Regions from separate parts of the Sus scrofa genome. Here region 1 is linked to region 2. The links are chromatin contacts, called in public Hi-C maps. All regions are on one chromosome and are shown on one strand. Each heading gives the region's core, a stretch centred on a gene start, on an enhancer-like site or on the middle of the called end of the contact. The rest is flanking DNA. Distances are from core to core; before and after follow the strand shown. Region 1 overlaps LOC106505879 (a long non-coding RNA gene). Region 2 has its middle 120 kb from the start of GADD45G.

The links. A called contact is a pair of places that touch in the nucleus more often than the background predicts.
Region 1: a contact with region 2 is called in a Hi-C map of skeletal muscle, with 4 times the contacts expected there. The contact joins two enhancer-like sites. A contact is called at or near these places in 4 of 47 Hi-C or Micro-C datasets (liver and skeletal muscle) and 1 of 2 datasets of contacts at active chromatin or transcription factors (skeletal muscle).

What each region holds. Positions count from the first base shown.
Region 1 is chr14:1,488,841-1,495,530 of Sscrofa11.1, reverse strand. The region is part of intron 2 of LOC106505879 (a long non-coding RNA gene); the gene reads right to left. Among named protein-coding and RNA genes, the nearest start is that of GADD45G, 330 kb to the right of the region's middle. Within about 2 kb of position 3,225, at least 3 of the 83 cell types and tissues checked have an H3K27ac peak or open chromatin away from gene starts, as enhancers often do. A contact at or near this core is called in skeletal muscle, where this site is marked.
Region 2 is chr14:1,286,887-1,293,501 of Sscrofa11.1, reverse strand. No RefSeq gene overlaps it. Among named protein-coding and RNA genes, the nearest start is that of GADD45G, 120 kb to the right of the region's middle. Within about 2 kb of position 2,616, at least 23 of the 83 cell types and tissues checked have an H3K27ac peak or open chromatin away from gene starts, as enhancers often do. A contact at or near this core is called in skeletal muscle, where this site is marked.

The DNA.
Region 1 (6,690 bases), core at 1,976-4,475, 200 kb before region 2:
ACCCAACAGCTCTTTGGTCAGGAGGAGGCCATCATACACTAAAATTGGTGGTCAGGTATCCCATCCTCCAGATTCTAAAATAGATCCCATGAGGAACTTGCTGCTACAGGATAGTATAGTAAAGCGAAGCCAATCTCAAACTTAACCCAACCAACCGCCTAACCTAGTGCTATGAACAACAGTGGCTTGAGAGAGAGAGATGAGAGAGAGAGAGAGAGCAGAGCAGAGAGAAGAGGCTGGTTCCACCCTGCCTGGTTTTGATTTGTGGAGTTCACTGCGACTCTCAACTTTTTCTCAATATTTTTCTCAGTTTCACGGAAATAGTGTTAAAATCCCCAGTTAGAGGGAAGCAGTTCAGCATCCCATTGATTCAAGCTTTCTGCAGAAGAAGATGCAGGAAAGCAGAGGGAAAGAGCACCATATGTGCTTCCTAAGAGGATGCAGAGCCCTGAAACCAGCACCAGGGGGGATGGCCTCAAGATCAGGCCCTTCCCCACCTCATAGGTGAGGAAAAGAGCCCCCTTCCCCCAAAACGAACACAGTCTTGAGCACCAGGCACCAAAGGGAACCAAGTCCCTCCACAGGCTGATAATCAGAGAGAAAGATACTGTCCTTCTCACAGACTTCTTTCTGTAAGAGATGCCTCTGGAAATGAAGCAGTAAGGAGTTATACACTTAGTTGCATCTGAAAAAACAGCAGCAACAACGCATGCACACATTTCTCCATGTGTGAAGATAAGGATAGAAAGGAAAAGGGTGTGTGGAGATGTCTAGAGAAGTTATAAAAAATAAAGTCTTCCTTTATTTGTCTGTTTATTCATTCAATATTTATGGACCACCTACTTCGTGCCAGGCCCTGGGACAAGGACCAAGTACACAATACTGATCAAAAACCCACCTAGTTCATGGCAGTCTGGAGTTTACAATCCACTGGAGGAAACATCATTGCATCAGGTAATTGACGCAAACACATGTGAAGCTGCAAAGAAGACAAGTGTCAGGAACAGGAGGAATAATCTTCCTTAATGACCTGTGGCGGGGCAGCAGGGGTGACCTCAGATGGGAGGTGGCAGAAGGCATGCCAGAAACCAACATGGCAGCCACCAATTTCAGCCAAGTCAAGAGGCCATGTTGGGGGGCATCACCTGGGGAGAGGGAAACACCGCCCCCCCCCAACCCCACCCCCATGGACCCTGCCATAGTTCGTATGGGTAAGGCAGACAATTTCAACATGCAGCCAAGATTGGGAAGCAATGGCTGGAGAAAGAGAATGAACCCCAGTGGGGGTGGGGGAGGAGGAGGTGCAGGTCTGAGGTGAGAGAGAGGGCACATGATCAGAGAAGCATTTTCCAAAGACCAAAGAGTCTTCCGGCATCCAGACCACAGCGAGGAGGCTAGAGCAAGAGGCTGCATGAGTTCACAGACCCACGACCAAAAGGAGCAGCCAAGGATTTCCAGCTAAAATGGGAAAAATACACACCCCCAAGGGAGAGTCCCTGACTGAGTTTGCGCCCATTTCCCTTCCTTGCTCCAGATCTGGTGCATTCAGCTGGCTGCAAGAGTACAAGAAAATCTTAGGATACCTGATGGGGTGTTTGTTTTGCAAAGGAGGTGTCATGATTCAGGAGGTCTTACGGGTGTGGCCATATGGAAATGCTATTCATGTAAGTGGCAGACAATTGAAACCATGCAATGACAATGGTAGCCATTGTCTTGTTTAGTGGAACATTAGCCTCCCCAGCCTGTTCTAACTGCCCTCCTAACTTGTCCTCTGTGCCCCTCCCCCCAACTCAAGTCTATGCCCAAGCAGTCACACCATGGGCTCCTCCTAAGAGCATCTGGTTTTTTACCTCACTACTTAGAAATATCTGCTACATCCACATTGCCAAAAAGGCAGATCATGCCCCCTGATCTGCAGGACATTCTGCAAAAAAAAAGTTCATTGCTAAGCTTGGGAGAGGCCGGTGGCCACTGGCCACTCCAAACCCTCCTCCTTGACTTCCACCAGCTTTACCGCTCTCTCCACTCTCAAACCGCCGGCCAGCATCCTCTGATCTCTGCACTGCCCACCAGCCTGCTATCTTTCCTTCCTTTCCTGTCCATCCTCCCCCATGGCACCACTTGCTTTTGGATGCCTACATCCAATGGCTTGGCTTTTATTGTCATTCCCTCCAAGAAGTGTGGGGATTTCCTTCGTGACCAGCCTGTATCCTGTTTCATGTTATCTCTGGCTCTTCAGTTGTTTCCGGTTCTGCTTCCTGCTTTCTCTGGGGCCAAATACCTTTCTTTATTTTTCCTTTATTTAGAAATGTCTGGCTTCTGAACCCTTGGGTTTGCTAGAAAGCTGACTTCCAGACGATCAGCGGGGGGGTGGGGGGGAATGATAATAATATCTTGAATGTATCTGGTTTCTCTCTCTTAGAAGCTCGCGTGCATTCCATACATGTGATCTCATTAGCCTCCCAGCATCTCTGCAAACTAGGGAAGTGACAGGTGTTTACAGGGAGGGCACCGGCCTTAAGTAAGCTCTGCTCAATCATAGGGTGAGTCACAAGGACTTAAATAGAAACTGCTTTAGTTGCAATTCACTTCTTTTTCTCCTTAGTTGATTGGCAAAGTGTTATAGCTTTATATATTTTAACCAACAAATGGATGTTTATCCCACCCAGGTAAGCATATTCCAAAATCTCTGGTGGCTCACCCACTGGGACCAGATAAAGTCAGCATTCTTTTGCCTGGTAGAGTTGGTTCCCCATGTAGGAGCTCTTTGGTCCATGCCAGGCCTACCCACTTTTGTCAGCCCTTCACCCTCCCCCCTTGAATTGCATGGAATTTTCAGGGCTTGTTGATGCTTCTAGATGTACCACCCTCAGCTTGGGAGTGTGGCAAACCTCAGCCCAAATGCTACGTATGACTTTTCTCTTCCAGATTCATTCTCCTTGGTGCCTTCTATCTCTGTATATGTTCCCCAGAAAATCACAATCATTTTATTTGATTATAATTCTTTCTGTCTATGGTTTTAGTTATTCAGCTGAGAGCAGAGAACATGCCTTTTCATCTATATTTCCAGCTGGAGTGGTGTTCCACTAGAGCTGTGCCCCAAAGTACTTATGCACTCAAAGCCGCCATGATTTCTGAATCAGAAATTTGGAAAGAGAGGGGTCAGAGTCAGGTGTCAACCAAAAGCTCACTGGGCTGGCCATTCTTGAAGGCTCATTCACATGGCTGGCAGATGATGGTGGCTGTTGGTGACAGCTGAGCAGAGCTGTCAACTAAAGTCTGTACTCATGGCCTCTTTGGCATGGTGATTTGAGACCATCAAACTTCCCTCATGGACCCTGGCTTCCTGTAGAGCCAGGGTCCCTGAAGAACCAGGCAGAAGGCATGGCTTTGCTGGTCTCACTGTGGAAGTCACACAGCGTCACTTCCACCACATACTATTGATTACAAGTGAGTCATGAAGCCAGTTCAGATAAAGGTGAGAATTAGACTCAACCTGGGAATAGGGGAGTGTTAAGCTCACCTTGCAGAAGAGCACATAGGAGCTATTGTTTCAGAATTCTTTAGAAAATACAACCTATAACAAGTGGCATGTGCTCCATAGATGATACTGAATGACCATAAATGAAGCAGATCTCCACCTTTATGACTCAGAATGAACTTATAACTGTGGTGACAACACTTCCAAAAGGTGCTCAGGCAGCAATCCCAAGGCTTGCTCCTTGAACTTTCATCCATAGCCCCCAGAATCTTGTTAAAAACGGAGATTTCAGTGTCCCCATCCAATTGAAATCTCTGAGGGTAGGATCAAATGTGTATATTTTAAGCAAGCCCTCAACCCTGGAAAATTCTAGAGAACAGTACAGAAAAGATGGAGAAAAGAATCTGTAAGGGGTTCTAAAAGATAGCCCACATAAAACATCCCTCCAGAACTCAGTGATTGGAAACAACAACCATGTCTTATCTCACTGTTCCTGTGGATCAGGATTCAGGGCATGGCTTTGTGAGCTGTCTCTGACCCAGGATCTCATACAGGCTGTAGTTGGGGTGTTGGTTGGGCTGCAGTCAGCTCAAAGTTGGCTTTGGGAAAGAGCAGCTTCTGAGGTTGCCCACATGGCTGCTGGCAGGTCCAGAGAACAAGTTGTGAAGACCAAGAGAGACCCAGATAAAAGTCACCATCTTTTTACAACCTAATCTCAGAAGTGAAATCCCAACCCTTTTGCCTTATCCTATTTGTCAGAACCAAGCTGCAGGCCCCGCCCACATTCGAGGAGTGGGAACCACACAGGAGTGTGTGTACCAGAAGGTGAGGGTTCCTGGGCCATCCTAGAGGCTGTCTGTCACAAGTTGCAGAGGTGGGGATTGAGTGCAGACCATCAAGAAGTCAGTTGTAGGAAACTAGAGGGATGAACAAAGCATGGCTTCACTAAGTGCACATTGATCAGTTCTAACAAAGCGCTGAGGACTGAAGCAACTGCCCCAACAGCCTCAACTTATAGGGAAGCCTTGAGTGTGTTTTTTAGAAGTGAGGGCTTGAATAGGCTGAGAAGAGAGAGAAGAAAAGAGAGGAGTTTCATTCGTTTTAGTAGGACTGTTTCTCAGATCATAGGTGGGCAGGTTATTAAAATGAAAATATCGCATCAACTTGTTAGAAATACGACCCAACAGCTCTTTGGTCAGGAGGAGGCCATCATACACTAAAATTGGTGGTCAGGTACCCCATCCACCAGATTCTAAAATAGATCCCATGAGGAACTTGCTGCTACAGGATAGTATAGTAAAGCGAAGCCAATCTCAAACTTAACCCAACCAACCACCTAACCTAGTGCTATGAACAACAGTGGCTTGAGAGAGAGAGATGAGAGAGAGAGAGAGAGCAGAGCAGAGAGAAGAGGCTGGTTCCACCCTGCCTGGTTTTGATTTGTGGAGCTCAGTGCGACTCTCAACTTTTTCTCAATATTTTTCTCAGTTTCACGGAAATAGTGTTATAATCCCCAGTTAGAGGGAAGCAGTTCAGCATCCCATTGATCCCATTGATTCAAGCTCTCTGCAGAAGAAGATGCAGGAAAGCAGAGGGAAGAGCAAAGGGAAAGAAAAATGCACACCAAAAAGGCCAAAATAATCTAGTCTGGAAGAAAAGACACACTGAGGACAAGGTTGGATGTGAATGTGCTGGACCACATTGAACACATGTAGTTCTCAACAAGAATCCAGAGAACACACACTTTGCACCAGCACTATGCTAACCATCTAGGGAATAATAATTGCACAATGTGGACTTGTGCTCACAGTGTTAAAGCGCCACTTGATCTTGCCCCACAGAGTTCTGAGTGAGAACAGAGCCCAGACACTGAATGCTGCTCTACTTCTTCTCAAGCTCAGCTAAAAGAAGAAGCTTCTCCGTGACAGTCCCCTTGCAGAGAAAGCAAATACAGAGGAACTGGAAGCCAGGCATCATACAGGAGGTTCATACACGGACCTGTCTCAAGCTTGGATCCCTTGGTCTTCCAGATTATGCACCTTGAGCTCAGGAAGAACCAATGAGTAAATATAGGACAGGACATGAACCCCACGAACCTTCCTAAACTTACCAGTCATTAAGAATGACCAGTTTTCAGGATCATGTGTGATCCAGCAATCCCTCTCCTGGGCATGTATCAGCAGAAAAATATAATTCAAAAAGATACATGCACCCCAATACTCACTGCAGCACTATTTACAATAGCCAATAGATGGAAGGTTCCTAAATGTCCACTGACAGAGGAATATATAAAGATGTAGTACATATATGCAATGGAATATTACTCAGCCATAAAAAAGAGTGAAATAATGTCATTTGCAGCAACATGGATGGATCTAGAGATCATCATACTAAGTGATGTAAGACAAAGACAAATATCATATGATGTCACATATGTGGAATCTAAAAAAAATCATACATGTGAGCTTAAATACAAAACAGAAATAGATTCGCAGACATAGAAAACAAACATACGGTTACCCAAGGGGAAGAGGTGGGGGGAGAGATTAGTTAGGAGTTTGGGATTAACATAAACACATTACTATATATAAAGTAGATTACCAATAAGGACCTACTGCATAGCACAGGGAACTATACTGAACATTTTATAATAATCTATAAGAAAAATACCTGAAAAAATATGTATAACTGAATCACTTTGCTGTACACCTGAAACTAACACAACATTGTAAATCAACTATACTTTAATTTAGAAAAAAAAAAGAAGACCAACTTTCATGAGGAGAAGAATAGACTCCTTGCTTCAACCTGCAGCCCCCACAACTCTCCCACCTTTTCTGGAAGAACTATCATAGATTGCAAGCTTTTCGAGCTTCAATATTCAGTATCATTCAGGCTCCCAAGTGAATTCTGAGGGTGTGCCTTCCTCCCTGCAGAAGCCTCATCCAGAATGGACACAGGGGCCCACCACTATCCCTCGTGGCCTGAGTCCCTCACCCCAGGTGGAGAGCAGCCTCTGCAGCAGATGTCAGAGGAACAGAGAGAACTGCTGGGTGGCCCTGGCTTCCCAGTGCTTCCTCTGAGGAGCAGGCACAGTCCTCTCCTCCCACCCCTCTGCTGCTCTCCTCTGCCCTCTGAATCCAGACCACCTGCTTATTTAGCGCTAAATTATACTCCAATTTCCATGTGTTCTTTCCATCAAAGTACTT
Region 2 (6,615 bases), core at 1,367-3,866:
CAAGCAAAAGATGTTGGCACTTCCCATTTCTCACCCAGCAAGAATCAACAGTGCTGAATGCTGGGCTCACACATGGAATCTGGGCTTGATTGTTGTTCTGAGTTGCCTGCGAAGATCACGCATGGCAGTAGCATCTCCAGTGGCAAAGAAAAGACAGGCAACTCTGAGCCTGTGTGCCTGTCTCCCCAGCACAGATGGAGTGGGTGAAACACAGTGGTCCCCACACTTGCTGGCAGCAAGGCTGCCCATCCAGAATACGTACTCTGTGGAATCCTTACCTGCTTGGTATGCCTCTTAAAAAAGTATCTGGCTCAGAAGATCACAAAAAAAAAAAAAAAAAAAAAAAAAAAAACCCGGACTAAACAGAAAATAGGAAACTAACAAAAAGTGAAATCATTGTCAATTTCTTTTCCAAAGGACTTTGCTTCCCTCAATGAAATTAACTAGTAGGTAGAACTACCTCTGCTCTTGCTGATTCCATGAAAGTTTCTGGTGTTTTGCTACTTTGCATTCTGATTATGAAAGCTAAGTATGCTCATTTGCCTAAAAAAAAAGCAAAAAAAGATTATCAATTGAATATTGATGACCGTCCCGAAAGTGACCACATCAGGAATTACTACATGCTTCACCACCACAAAAATCCAAGCTCCCCAGAAGAACTCTTAAAGCGCATTTTGGACCAGAGTTTGTCTTTCTGTCCATTGACATTATCTTTTTTTTCTTACTACTATAATTTTTTTTTAATGGCCATACCTGTGGCATAGGGAAGTTCCCAGGCTAGTGTTCGAGTGGGAGCTGCAGCTGCCGGCCTACACCAGAGCCACAGCAGTGCGGGATCCGAGCTATGTCTGCAACCCACACCATATCTCACAGCAACGCAGGATCCCCACACACTGAGGGAGGCCAGGGACGGAGCCCACATCCTCATGGATCCTAGTCGGGAACGTTAACCGCTCAGCCATGAAGGGAACTCCTCCCACGGGGTTTTGAACAATGTCTGTGCATGGATTTCTAAGGCAGGCTGACAAGACCTATAGACCCCTTCATGGAATAGTGTTTTTAAATTAATAAAATGAGGGAGTTCCCTTAATGGCACAGCAGAAACGAATCTGACTAGGAACCATGAAGTTGCGGGTTTGATTGCTGGCCTTGCTCAGTGGGTTGAGGATCTGGCATTACCGTGAGCTGAGGTGTAAGTTGCAGATGCACGTGGCTGGGATCCTGCATTGTTATCGCTGTGGTATAGGCCGGCAGCTGCAGGTCCAATTAGACCCCTAGCCTGGGAACCTCCATGTGCCAGTGAGGCCCTCAAAAGACAAAAAATTAATTAATTAATTAAATTCATAAAATGTGCAGAATTACGAAGGAAACCAATCAGAGTGAACTCGAGCTATAAAAAATAATTGTTATAATTTGAAAGGTTCTTCACAAAGATACTAAATCACGAATCAGGAGTTGCTCTATGAACTACCACATTGAGGCGTTGATAAGCATAAGGGGGAATGTTAAGGTGTCTGCAACAATTGTCCCAAAAGGAGGTGAGCTGTGATCCTGCCGATGGGTGGTCCAAGGTCCCGTCAACAGGGCAGACAGCAATGTGGAAGCGAGAGGCTAGTGAAACGGAAGCCACAGTGCATCCTCATCCACATTCGCAATCCCCACCCCGCCCCCCGAAACATTCCAGTGGCTGCCTAAAGGTCTGTGGACCCAGGATTAAGAAATCCCAATGTGACCTTTTCAACTGCCAGGCCACCGATAAGTCTTTGTGACGGCAGCGTCAGAGAGAAAATTCACAAAACTCCTGCCTCAACTTAGGCCGTAAAACAAAGACTGATATCCTGTCCCAAGTCTCTGACAGGGTTGCCAGCTCTTGACGATTAAAATCCCGGGTCCTTCTGCGAACGTACCTCCCAGCACCCCATCCTCTTTGCACGGAACCAGAGGAAGAAAACACGGACAGAGCGTGGCCCAGAGCCCGGGAATTACAGAAGTCTCTGGAAGATACTAAATCACTCTCCTTGTTCCAAAAGCCCCAAGGACAGCAGAATTATCTGGAAAACAATTTCCCACAAAAGGATTCAGGCTGCCAGGGTGGGGCGGGGGGGAGTGGGGGTTGATTTTCTTATGATGCTGCCTTCAACCTAAGCTTTCTAGACAGGTATGTACCAGCCACGTAATACACTTTCTCTGTAAATCACCACTGTTTTCAAAAGAGAAGATGGTTTTCCCTGTTGCTGCGTGCACATCTGCCAACCAGCAAGAAGAGCTGTACAGAGCAGCTGTGTGTTATTTCCTTGACCTTGCAGGCCGGGATCCTGCTCTTTTACTCGACCTCGGAGCTGCACGACACAGAGCACGGTGGCCTCCACATCTGTCTTCCAAGAACGACGGACACTGTGATTGTCCAGGACACAATGATTTTTTCAAATCAGCAGTGATGTGGGTTATGATCCGCCAAGGAAGGAAAGTCAGCCCCTCTCTCTCTCTCGCTCTCTCAAAGCAACATAGGAATGAAGAACAACAAATTACAAGCTGCTTTTGCAACGTTTCCGTAACACAGGATTCGTCAGCCTGCGTGGCTGGAGTGGCTGGTCCAGGCCCCCTGAGTCATGCCTAGGGAGGACTATTTATAGAATAGATGCTTTGTTTGTACACTCTCCTGTTTCCTGGGCCGAGGCCTTCCTCCACCTGCACGGGGAAAGTGGCTCATCCAAACAGCAGAATCAATTCTTCCTTTCCAACTTTCCCTGAAAACACAAAGAAGAGGAAAGGGCAAACACAAAAGGCGTTTTAACGAAAGGAGTCTTTCCTCTCCAACTAAAAACCCATTCAAATGTTGTTTTCTTCAGCCCCAAAAGGAAAAAAAGAAAAATTCTGGGGAGTTCCCATTGTGGCTTACCGGGTTACATACCCGACTAATATCCATAATGACAAGAGATCAATCCCTGACCTCGCTCAGTGGGTTAAGGATCTGGCATTGCCATGAGCTGTGGTGTAGGTCGCACACATAACTCAGATCCCATGTTGCTGTGGCTCTCTGGCTGTGGCTATGGCATAGGCTGACAGCTACAACTCTAATTCCACCCCTAGCCTGGAAACTTCCATATGCAGCAGGTGCAGCCCTTTAAAAAAAAAAAAAAAAATCCTGGAGCCCTTTTGTGTAATTATTAGGGGTAAAGTGCTCAAATAGCACGCCCTGTGGTCCCTAAGGCTTTGGGTTTCTCAAGCCTCCCTGGGGTGCTATGTGGGGTGTGAGAAGTAAACGGGGCCCACCACCACAGCTGGGCAGGCTCTGTCCCATCTGTTGTGCATATTGGACATTTAAAGAGATGTTTCTGCTGATACACAGGAGTTTGAAAGCCCAAGACTATAGAGTCAAGGGGGCCCTTGGGGCTCTCAGAACACACACCTCTCTCCCCTCATCCTGCATGGTGGCAGCAACAGCAAACCCCAAGGCAGTGAGCAGCCTTCAGCCGGGCCTGCCCACCAGAAGCATCAGTGTCTAGGTGAGACCTAGAGGTGGAAGGAGGCAAGGAAGAACTCCAGTCAGCCTTAAAGAGGAACAATCTCATTGGAGAGAAATAGAGACAACCCAGAGGGAGGCTGCAGGGAAGAGAGCTGTAACAGTGCTGGGCAGCGGGCAAAGTCCCCACGTTGAAGGTGGCCAAGGAGGACAAGGAGCAGACCTGCAGAGGTCAGGGCCAGGCAGGACGCCTCTCTCGTGGACCGCGGTGGACTGGATGTGCACAGGGAACAAGGCACAGGGGGCACCCAACAGCAAGAGCCATGTCGGCGAGACAACCACACACTGATGAAATGGGAGCTGGGAGCCTGAATCACTAGGTTGGGGACAATTGAGAAGCCCTTCCCATCTGAAATGAAGGCACTGGGAGAGCTGGTGGGGAGAGAAAGTAGGTTATTGCACTTTTATCCAGTTAGGCTACATGGTATATATGGTGCACTGCTAGATAGTTTAGATATAGATAGACATATGTATCATACCATATATCATAAGAAAAGAGACTATCTCATAGAAAAGACTTAAACTCGGACCCAGATGCCACAAACTCAAATATTGCACAATAAAAATTAATTTTGAAAGACCAAAGTATCTAAAGTACCAGTACCACACAGCAAAGTGAACCAGTCATACATACAGGCACATTCTTTTTCCATCATACCCAGGAGACTAGATGTTCGTTAGGAGCTCATTGCTTTTCTAAATGTAATAGTTTCATCTACTAACCCCAAACTCCCCACTCGGCGGTACAGCAAGAGCTGGCACCACGTTGTAAATCAACCATACTTTAATTTAAAAAAATAAAAAGTTAAATCAAATTTAAAAAATAAAGTACCAACATGGGAACTTTCTTAGGTAAAAGAAAGCAGCTATCAATTTGTTGTTCGGTAGATAACTAGAAATATCCTTTAAACCAAACTCGACTTGGAGTTATTGGCAAAGCCAGAGAGCAGAACCACACCAGGTGCCTGGATGCTGCCCCCGCACCAGCCCTGAGAACCGTCGCTGCACCAGGGGCTCCAGAGGCTTCCTGTAAACAGCTCCCACGGAGCCCGCAGGAGACAAATGCTCCAGTGTTGACAGAAAGGCAAGTCCTTTCTGTCTAAACAGTGTCCTGCCTGCTGACACTCACTGGGCCCCCAACCACAGAGGGCGGGTGTGACCACTGACTCCCGCTGCCTGACAAACTGCTCCCTGGACAAACAGACGGGCGCTGGGGACCGCGCCGCCCTGATCTTCTCACGAGATGCAGGAAGAGGAGCGCCCGGGTTTACTGCAATCCAACACCCCACTGAGCGTGGGATCTGGTTCTTTAACTGACTGTCCAGACTGCTTTTGTCCTCCCCACTTGTCAGGCCTGACCCAGGCTTTTGAAGCAATATGATTTCCAGAACCTCTGTACTGGGAGCACTGGTAACAAATGAAGCTCCCTGTCGCCTCCCACCATACGTAGGCACACTTACACACAACACACGTATAAACCACACACACTACACATACACCACCCACACCCACACACACCATACACATACACACCACAAACACCATACTACACACACACACTACACATACACCACACATGCACAATGCATATACACACACCACACACACACACACACGCACCACACACACAGACTACACATACACCCCCCACATACACACCACACAACATACCACACACACACAGTGCACATACACCACACATGCATACAACACATATACACACCACACACACACAGACTACACAACATACACACACGCACACGAATACACACCATAACACATACACCACGTACCACACAACATACCACACACACACAATGCATATACACACCACGCACACCACAAATACCACACCACGAACATATACACACAACATAACACATCTCGTACCACATCACACACATATGCACACAACACACCATACACATACACAATCTGTATTAAAATTGTTAGCAAGGGGTCTAGGAATGTGCATTTTAACAACCACCCCGAGATGCAAGAGTGGTCACTTCCAGATGAACCAGATTTCAAGCCTTTAAACTATTTGACTGGGGAAAAAGGCCTTCGGATCGTAAGAGAAATGCGTGTATCACCCGTCTCTGCATGGGTCAGGCCATCACTGAAGTCTCACCAAGGCCCAACCCCAGCCAGGCTGGTAACCTGGGGATCCTCCCTGCGAGCGCTCAAGCCCCCTGCAGGCGTGCAGAGCTGCAGGACCTCCTGCGGCAGATCAAGCTGCGGTTCCTAAGAGGGGGAAATGCAGCTAATCTTGGCGACTCAGGAAGCCAGGAAAACACCCTGTAGGAATGAGGTCAGGGACCTTCCCGGGGTGAGCTCACTGGGGCTGAGTGCCAGCGGAGGCTCTGCAGGCGTTATCAAGACCTTTGGGACGCACTCCCCTCTGCCCCCGACAGCCCCGCCTGGCCCCGCACTGCCCTGCCTACAGGACAAAACCCACGTCAAGGGAGAGCCTAACAGTGCGGGTGACGTAATGAAAACTCCCTGAGACAAACTCACCCTCCCCCCGACCCCTCCAATGGTCTGTTCATCACAGGAGCGTCTCAGAAGGATGGACCAAGCCTCCCCTGCAGGGAGTGAGATGACATTGCCATCCAATGCAAGGGCCGGGGCTCCTGCCTCTGCAGGCTCCCTGCCAGGGAAGTGGCTTGGCGAGAGTGGGGGCAGGGGGAAAGGGTCCGAGGAAGCAAGGAGCAGCCAGCTTTGCCCTGGTCCGTGAGCCATTGTTGGGCCGGGGGCAATGTGTCCCATTTCCCCAAAGCACTGCCAGCAGGGGCACCCTCCTGATATTCCGGAAGGAAACCCCAGCCTTCCTCTGACAGGAGCCCCACAGCTGCAAGGCACCCTCCTGCAGGCAATTTCTTCCACCTGCAAATGGGGTGCCTTGCTCACTTGGTTCAAGTCTTCTTTTAGCTCTTTCTGCAAAGGTTCTCCGTGTCCTCCATGTAGATGCGGTAGTGTGCCAGGGCTGTCGTAACAAGGTACCACAGGCTAGGTGGCTTTGCGATGGAAATGTACTCTCTGCCAGTTCTGAAGACCGGAAGTGCAAGATCAAGGGGTCAGCAGCTTGGTTC